Linked DNA regions of Anas platyrhynchos: region 1 is linked to region 2. A link is a contact called in public Hi-C data. All regions are on one chromosome and are shown on one strand. The core of a region is the stretch at or near the end of the contact, and the rest is flanking DNA. Distances in the headings are between cores, read along the strand shown. Region 1 overlaps DOCK5 (dedicator of cytokinesis 5). Region 2 holds the start of NKX2-6 (NK2 homeobox 6).

What was found. A called contact is a pair of places that touch in the nucleus more often than the background predicts.
Region 1: a contact with region 2 is called in a Hi-C map of liver, with 2.5 times the contacts expected there. The contact joins the enhancer-like site here to the promoter of NKX2-6 in region 2. A contact is called at or near these places in 3 of 8 Hi-C or Micro-C datasets (liver, small yellow follicle and subcutaneous adipose tissue).

The regions. Positions count from the first base shown.
Region 1 is chr23:2,608,295-2,612,952 of IASCAAS_PekinDuck_T2T, forward strand. The region is part of intron 3 of DOCK5 (dedicator of cytokinesis 5); the gene reads left to right. Among named protein-coding and RNA genes, the nearest start is that of DOCK5, 9.6 kb to the left of the region's middle. Within about 2 kb of position 2,582, at least 2 of the 8 cell types and tissues checked have an H3K27ac peak or open chromatin away from gene starts, as enhancers often do.
Region 2 is chr23:2,341,158-2,345,729 of IASCAAS_PekinDuck_T2T, forward strand. NKX2-6 (NK2 homeobox 6) reads right to left here and starts at 3,279. Exons shown (of 2, transcript XM_038166808.1): 1 at 3,208-3,279; 2 at 1,157-1,672. The coding sequence starts at 3,279. The coding sequence ends at 1,157.

The sequences.
Region 1 (4,658 bases), core at 1,332-3,831, 270 kb after region 2:
AAAGTCTGCAGATCACGTTACAAGGGCAATTGCTATTGTGGGTTCAGCAGATGTGGCTGCAAGCTGTGGATTTTGGATGCAAATGTGATTTAAAAAAAAAAATAGTGTCTCCCTGCATCTCAGCTCTCTGGTTATAAAAATGGCCTGTTAACGCAATCTGGTGCTGGAATGCATTTGTTTAAACACCTTTTTAAGTGATAAGGCTGACACAACCAGAAATTTCATCATTTCTTACTACTCTGTTTTTTGTATTAGGCAAGAAGAATTTCATATCAGAAAAACATAATTTATCCCATCTTCATTGGTCAATATCATTGGACACAGTACCCCAGTATACACTGGTGAAGAATTAATTCTCATTATTTTACCTAACTGCAAGCAATCTTGCACTCAGTGCTGTTTTAAAGGGGGTTAACCATTTAATGCATCTTTTGACATGCCACAATCATGATTTCTTTCCTTCCATTGCATATATAAATGTGAACATTTTATTTTGTGCAGTCTGTTTCTCAAGTGTGACTTAAAGACATTCATACCTGTGGCATTTTGACACTGATATTCCTAAGGGCCCTTCCAGTGTTCACATAAGGTAATACAGAATGGCTGAAAATGAAATACAGGTATTTGAAAGTTTTAGAGGAGGAGGAGCTGTATGAGCAGAGATTGCTGCAGAGGTAGCTTTAAATTGATAAGGTAAACAAATAATGGTAGAAGTTTTTCCCAAAACGGCACAGTGCAGTAAAAGGAAGGTCAATCTGAACCCGTTAGGTTGTCACCCATTAACTGATACTTCTGTCCTGCCTTACAACCGCACAAAATAATGTAGTATCCATACAAGAAATCAGATAGCAGTGTTGAATCTGATCTCACCCATAATTGTTTAACTCCATCTTTATCAGTAGTCTGTCCTGATAAATTACTGGAACCTAAATTAACTAAGGAAAGGAAGACTTTTTATTGATTTCTATGGACTTTTAATTAGGCCCGCACATAAACCTGCCTGAATTCATTAGAGTTCTGGGGGCTTTTTCAACTATTCTGCCCACTTCAGAAGACTGTTTATGTTCCTAATTTCGTACTAAGTCATCAGGAGGTTCGTGTGGAATAGAGGATATCTCTGTGCACCCCCACATTCCCCTACAGAAGGGTCATAAATGCTTGGAAAATTTCGAGCTGCCGTGATAGTGCTTTTAAGTACAGCAGTGGCTGAGGACTAAAGCTGACATTAAATGAACCTTCTCTTCTAAGTATTTGCCTATTCAATACTCTGTTTCAGTGCTCAGCAATGCTTATTTCTGCATGCCTAAGTGTCCTTACTTCTCTTTTCTGCACCTAATGCTTCCTATATTTTACTTGTTCAAATTGATAAGAAATGTGTTCTTTTGAAATGCAAAACAGTTGCAGAAATAGAAGAGAGAACTCTGAGTTGGGTCTGAAGCTGTGATGAACCTGTGTTTTAATAACAGGTGGGTTCACAGACATGAAAGAAAAAGCTTTTGAGGGAGAGAGGCTTGTCTCATGAGGCTGCTAACATGTTCTCAGCTTCAGCTGCTTTGAACCACCGTGTTCCAGTAGACATTGCATTTCAGCCCAAACCTCTTCGATTATTTCTAAAAGAAGGGGGGATATCTAACCACAGAACACAGAGCCACAGTAAGAACATTTATAAAACATCTGAATAATCAAGAATCATCCTACAGGATTTAAATTTTTAGTACCAAGTCACCATAGGCCAAATCTTGCTTGCTACAATTTTAGTCAAAGGATGTTTTATAAGAATAGGTTCAAGAGGGATTTGGCCTTGTCTTTCACAAGATCATTTTTGTCTATCTTAGCTGTGACATGTCTGCAGAAATGTCAGTGTGAATTGTCTAGTGATCAACAGTGATGGCAAAACATGACACTTGTGTGTTTGCAGATAACAGCAAACAAATTGAACTTTCATATCAGGCATGTCAATATACCAAGCAACTCTATTCTTTTGGAAATAAATGCTCTTTCCTGTTTCTTCTCTTCTCTTTCCCTGTCTCTCCCCCACTCCCACCCTTACCCAATTTTTTCAGTAGATAGAACCAATGGTGGTGATTCAGATATTTCAAATTTGGTTTAGTCTTCACGTTTGCTGTGGTTTAACCTGGCAGGCAGCTCAGCACCATGCAGCTGTTTGTTCCCCACACCCCCGAGTAGGATGGGAGAGAGAATGGGGGAAAACAGTAGAAGCTTGTGGGTTGAAATACAGGCAGTTGATAAAAGGAAGAGAAATAATACGATATGAACAAAGCAAGTGATGCACAATGCGATCACTTATCACCAGCTGACTGATGCGCATCCCATCCCTGAGCAGTGGTCCCCATACCCCCCCATATAATTGTTCAGCATGTCCACATGGTGTGGAACATCTCTTTGGCCAACTGGGGTCAGCTGTCCTGCTTCTGTGTCCTCCTGGCTCCTTGTGCACCCCCAGCCTCCTCGCTGGCAGGGCGCTGTGAGAAGCTGAAAAGTCCTTGGCTTAGTGTAAGCACTGCTCTGCAACATTAAAATATCAGCGTGTTATCAACGTTATTCTCATCCTAAATCCAAAGCACAGCTCCATACCAGCTCCTAGGAGGAAAATTAAATCTCTTCCAGCTGAAACCAGGACAACATAGCAAGCCTTTAGGTTTTGAGTGTTAGTATTCTGAGGATGAGAAGCCAAAGGTTGCTGCATGTTATTACTATTATTGATTGGGAAATAGTGTGTTATCCAAGTTGAATCCTTTGCCTTTAGATAGCCTTTGTTTCTCTACCAAAGAACTGCAGAAAAGAGGAGGACTTGTTTAAAGCATATTCTCTTTTCCTACCACTTTGTTTCATGATACCTGTCCTACGTGGTATATATTTCTTTCTGTACCAATCACCTCGGTGTACTATCAGATCTCATCCGGAACAGTTCCCATTTTAAACTGAACTATATCATGTCATGCAGATTGTTTGGAATTTTAATTTTCTTTTTAGAACTAGGATAGGTAAAGAAAAGGGTAAATTGCCAAAGAGCCTGCATGTCTGAGACTTCAGGAGTTCAGCACTAAAAGGGATCTCTGCTACATTATTCAGGAAATAGCGGGTAGACAGCATACCTAATGAGTAGCATCAGGGATATCTGGACTTTTTCTTTAATGCCAGTGCCTTTGTACATCTTGCTAATGTGATTTACAGTGCCTTAAATGAATTAGTGCTACAGCTTCACTGGTCTTGAAAGAATACCTATGCATCATCTTACTTTGACACAGCAGCTAATCGCATCCAGGAGAATTAAAAGGCATGTAGCCATAAATTCTGGCATAAGCTTCAGATAAGGACTGGAGGTGAAAAACTGGGTGGGGAGCCAAGTAGATTCTGCAGCTTGCAAAGTACATCCTGGGCATTGGGGCAGAATTCTGAAATTCACAATGTCAAAGTAAGCGAAAGTTGTGTCTGACTCAGATGATCAATAGTTCCTGCCCTAATCACTTGTTTGCACTCCCAAAGCTCACTGAAGAAACTGGGAATATTTATATCTAGGTCTCTTATCTCTAAAGCTTAGATCTGTGTTCAGACAGACTTCTTTCAGATTCAGCTTGAAGGCAAAGGACCTATACGTGCAGAAGTAAATGTGTGTGTGTAGCCTGGATCTTAAGTGCTCATGTCCTCAGCTATGATCCAAGGAAGTTTGTCATTTTGCTTCCTTACTGCTCCAGCCCACAGCCCCAAGTCCTGTAGCTGATAACCTCTATTAGTAGACAAGGGCTTGCTTTCATTGGCACAGTTACTGTGAAAGGTACCTCTAAATATAGGTATAAAAACGTACAGCAGCCTTACATGACACAGACAGCTTTGAATCTCTCTCTTACGTCTATATAACCACCACTGATTCCACTAGCTTGACTGAATCCTTGCTAAATTACCTCACTGGAAAAGAAGAATCAGACCCCCCTGCTTAACAGAAACCACTGTACTTTATTTTCATTCTGTTTAAAGCAAGAAGGATCCGGTGCTTCAGCTGTCATCAGGGAGACAGTAGTTATTACCCGTGGAGCTGTTACAGACAAGCAAGAGCACTGAGAAGCTACTGACAGATTTTTATTTCAATTACTGGTAGGCATCGATGTGAATACAAAAAAACATACATTTCTCCATTAGGTATGCGTGTCTGGTTTATGCATAAGGGCTCAGTGACATTCTTGTTTGCGTTTTGACATGACATCTTTTTCCTCTGTAACTGGACATTCTCTGAAAAAAATGTCACTGCTTTCCTCCATGCTTCATTATAGTTTATGTTTCCCCCCCCAGCAGCCTCCGGCAATTAGGCTGTTAATGTAGTTAGGGGTGGATGGACGGCAGCAATCTGGGCTCTGAAACAGAACAGCAAGCCCTACAGTCCTGCAGCACTTCCCTCTTGTCCACGCTGCGTAGTCATTAATAAAGTCCTGCAGGTCTCTCGCTGCGTGCTCTCAGAATTTGGGCTGCCCTTCATGGGGGAGCAGCGATTGTGCCGGTTTGGCTCTTCCCAAATTCAGATAGGTCTGACCTCTGCCTCTGCTGGAATTTGTCTGCAGCAGCTCCCTTGCAAGCCAGTGACAGACAACCTAGAATAGGTGAACTGCAAAATATTTTCTCTGGGTTTCTTTAAATCCTTGCAC
Region 2 (4,572 bases), core at 2,029-4,528:
GTCCTGGGCAGCCTCATTGCACAGATTTCTTTTTCTCAAGCCTCTTTTCCTTTTGTTGCTGGCTAAAGAATAAGCTGTAGCTGGTGAGAACTGAGCCTTTGGGTCCAAAAGAGGGATTTTGAGGATGTGGCGTTGGTGGCAAGTAGCATGGGAACCCCCGTCCTTGACCATTGCTGAATTCGCCGCTGGTCTCGAGTGAAATTTTGGCTGATTTGAGAGTGTGGGTGAGTTTGGGAGAGACCTGCCTCATTTTTCAGTGGTTGGTGCAGTGAATTTCTAATTTGGGCAGAAAACTGGAGGGATTAAAGCAATGGTGTGCACCACAAGCTCACCCCAGCAGGTAGGAGGCAGAGGGATCCCACAAACACCGGGGTTTTAAACATCTCCTGACCCTGGGCTTTTGGGAAGCCCCTCTCAATAGATGAAGGGCCATAAATGATGCTTCAGACCTTGTGAATCCCATTCTTAAGCTTAAATATATTTATAGGGAGATGGGTAGGTAAATGTACAAAGCACTTGGTGCCAATGGATCCTGATTCAGGGCACCTCTTGGTTCAGCACTAACATTTTTTTTTTCCTTTTAATCAGCTTTTGATGCAAATTGTGGAAGGGAGAAGTTAAAATACTAAATGAGGAACGGTAGGGGAGGGAAAACACACACTTTCACCTTTTTTTTTTAATAGCAAATAATAATAAAAGAGACAGAAATGAACACCTGTGCTGGGAAGTTATTAAGAAATACCACTCAGAAATGGATCCCAAAAGATTAGAGGAACTCAGGGCATTAAATAGAGCATTCATATAAAAAAAAAGTAAAGGCACAGTGATGCAGCCCCTGCTTTCTGGTTGTCCTTAGGAAGAAATCCAGTGTCCACAGCCCTCTGCACAGCATTGCACCGTCTTCCTGGAGGAGCAAATCCCCCGTGGGAGCGGGACGGGATGGACCCCGACACATTTACATTCAAATAAATAAATGCTCTCGGTGGTGGGGTCCTCGGGGTGCCCCCATCTCCTTTGGAGGGGCCGGACAGACACAGCACATCCCACTGGCAGTGCTCCTCCACCCCTCCGGGTGCTCCCATCCCTTTCCTCGGCCACCCCCAATTTCTGACCCCCTCTCACGAGTGCGTGGGCTGGTGCTGAGCCGTGCCCCAGCTCACGGTGCCAGCACCCCAGCGTAGCCCCCCCCAGAGCTCCCAGCATAGGGGCTGCTGCTATAGGCACCGTAGCAGCTGCTATAGGGGCACGGGCTGCCATAAGGCGCTGGGTAAGGCTGGGACCCCCCAAAACAAGGTTTGCCGTCCCTGACCAACACCGGCACCGCCACCCTGCGCGGTGGCAGCGGGTGGGCTGCCAGCTCCAGGGATTTGTCCTGCCTTTGCCTCTTGCACTTGTAGCGTCGGTTCTGGAACCAGATTTTCACCTGGGTGGAGGTGAGCTTGAGCACGCTGGCCAGGTGCTCCCTTTCGGGAGCCGAGAGGTATTTCTGCTGCTTGAAGCGCCGCTCCAGCTCAAACACCTGAGCCTGGGAGAACAAAACGCGGGGTTTTCGCCGGTGTCGCTGCTTGGGGTGGCTGCAAGGGTCGCTTTGCTTCTCCTCTGCCTCCAAGGGGTGGGCGAGCAAACGTTTCCCTGCAGGGAGCAAAAACCCAAAGCAAAGTGAGCGCCCAGCCTGGTTCTGCTGCCGGAGAGAGCATTAAATTGGGATTTAATATGAATTTTTACTGCAATGCTTAATGGAGATTCAAGATTTATTATTATTATTATTATTATTATTATTATTATTATTATTATTATTATTATTATTGCTGGAATTAGGGGTGTGACTGTTGCACGAATTTTGGATACTGCCTCTATTTCATCCTTTCGTGGCAGTCCTGTCCCGGAGGGGCACAGGGATATGGGATGTGCTGCAGGTTTGAGCAACCCCAAAGCACAAATCCCCTTCCCCACATCCTGCCCCCCAGGGATGGAAGCGGCCCCAGGCAGGATTTACCTCCAGCACCCGCACCTCGCAGTGCCCTGAAGTGAAGCCAAAGGAGCAAAACGAAGGGGCTGGGAATGAAGGAGGAAAACCCATCAATTTTACAAGAAGATGCAAAGTTATTATGGTTATTATTTTGTTATTATTCGTTTTTTTTAATTACTATTATTATTATTTTCTTTCTGGGGGTCTTGTGCATCACCCCGCTGCCGGCGGGATGTGCTCGGGTCCCCTGGGAACTGCAGCAGGGGCTCAGGGGCTGTAGGGGGGCTGCGGGGCAATGGGGTGCTGGGGGGCTCCCATCCGGCCCCCCCGGGGTGCTCTCGCCCTCCCCAGCCCCCTGGCTCCGCATCCCAGTGCCTCCCAGTGCTCCAGCTCTGGTCTTACTGGTTTTCCCGTTTTTTTTTTTTCTCCTCTCTGCAGCCGCCGTGCATCAGGAAAAGGTGAGCAAGGGAAAATTCGCCCGATTTAGGTGGGGGGAACCGGGGGGGGCCTGAGGATGCCCTCGCCCCCTTCCAGCCCCCCCCCGGTGCCCGCAGCCGGCTCCGAGCAGCCCCAGGACGGCGATGCCTTGGGGCGGCTTCGCGGGGACAATTTAGGGAGCATCGAAACGGGACTTTGCGCCCCCCCCAAAGCGCCCCCATTTGTGCCCTGGGGCAGGATCAGGCCCAGCGCTACCGACCCGGCTGGGCTTGGGGGGCTCCGGGGTGCCGGGGGGGGGACAAAGGGGGCGACACCGGGACCTTCCCGGGCGCTGCTATGGCTTGGGAGAGGTGGGAAACGGGGGTCTGCAACCCCCGGCCCCCCCCAGGGGAAGGGGAATGAGCCGGGTCCGCTTCGTTCCCCCCCCCGTCACCCCCCCGTGCAGCCGGTGCAAGCGCCCCGAAATTAAAAAATAATAATAATTAAAAAAAAGGGGGGAGGATAACGGATGGGAAAAGTAAAAAGGGGAAAAGGGGAGAAAAGAAAAGGGAGGAAAAAGGGGTGGAGGGAGAAGGGGGGGGAAAGGAGGTGAAAAAAAAACAGACGGGGGGGGGATGTAGGAAAGCCGGCATCTCGCACCCCAAGCAGCGGGGAAAGCCGGCTCCTCGGTATTTGGCCCCGAGGGGGGGTGGTACAAAAAGGGGGGGTCCTGGGGGTCCCCTCGGCTCCCACTCACCCGGTGGCGGCGGGGGCGGGCGGGGGGACGCGCCCCCCCCGTCGGGGCTGCTCCCGGCCCCGGCCCCGGGGGCTCCGGGGGCGCTCCGCCGCTCCAGCTCCAGGATGTCCTTAACGGAGAAGGGGGTGGGCAGCATCTTTCCGACGGGGGGGTGATGTGTGAGGGGTGGGGGGGCAGCCGGGGGGGGGTCAAAATGGGGCTGTGCGCTCCGGGACCCGCTCCCCGGCTTTTGCCCTCCCGTTGTGGCAGCACCAGGTAGGGAGACGGGGGGGGGTCCCGGGGATGGTTGGGTTGGGGAGGGGGACAGGGGAGGGCGGGTCGCTGCCCCTCGGGGGGGGCGGGATGCTCTGCCCCCCCCCTGCAGCCCCCTTTTACCCAGCCGAGCCCCCCCCGACGGCTGGGTGGGGAGGAAGGAGCCAGACCCCTTCACCTCTGTATTTCCAAAACAAGGGGATGCGAGGCCGGGCGGAGGGGGGGGGGGGTTAAGAGGAAAGGGGGGGGGATTTGGGCTAAGCTGCAATAAAACAAATCGAGCCGATCTGAGCTCCATTAAGGTCACATTAGCGAGCGGCTTGGGGAGATAAGGGCTGATAAGGCGGCGGGGCGCAGACCACCTAGCTCCTGCGGGGCGGGCGGGGGGATGCCCGGAGCCCCCACCCCATCCCAGTGCCCTCCCAGTATGTCCCAGTGCTGTTCTGGTGGCGGGCGGTGGGCTGGCAGCTCCCCAGTGGGGTATAAAGTGGGGTCAGGGTCCCCAAAAAGAGCAGCCCCATTTTGGGGAGGGGGGCAATGGGGGGGCTCTGGGCAGCCCCACCGGCCGCGGGGTGATGCTGGGCCTTATCTGGGCTCAGGACCGGCAATTTCAATTAAAATTCCTGGCCGGCCTCTGGGGCTGGTGTCTGCTGATAGCCCTGACAGAGCAGAGGGACTTTTTTTTTGTCTGGGTTGGGGCAGCATCTCCCGCGCCACCGAAACAGCCCAACGGGACGATTAGGGGAGGCTGAATAAATAAACGGCCCCGACGCAGGCAAGGAAGTGAGGGGCTGGAGCAGGAGGGAAAATAAATACAGTGGCTTGGCCAGAGAGGTGCTCGCAGAGCCACAGGTCGGTCCTGCTCTCTGCGTGATGCTCTCGGGTTTGTTCCCATCCCCTGCGGGCTGTGCTTTGAGTTTTTTGGGTATTCACTCCCCGGGACATCCCTGTGCTGGTATCACAGTGCTGTTATTTCCCAGTGTGATGTAAGGATTGGGTCTGAATCCATCACGAGACACACGGGGCTCACCTTCCCCATGGGAAACACTGCGAAACACCTGGAAATACTTTTTTTTTCCTCCTTTTTTAAATTTATTTTTTATTTTTAACCAGTGTACAGCTTCCCAGACCCCCCAGCTTTCTAATTCCACGAAGGACCGATACTGCAGCCCATTTA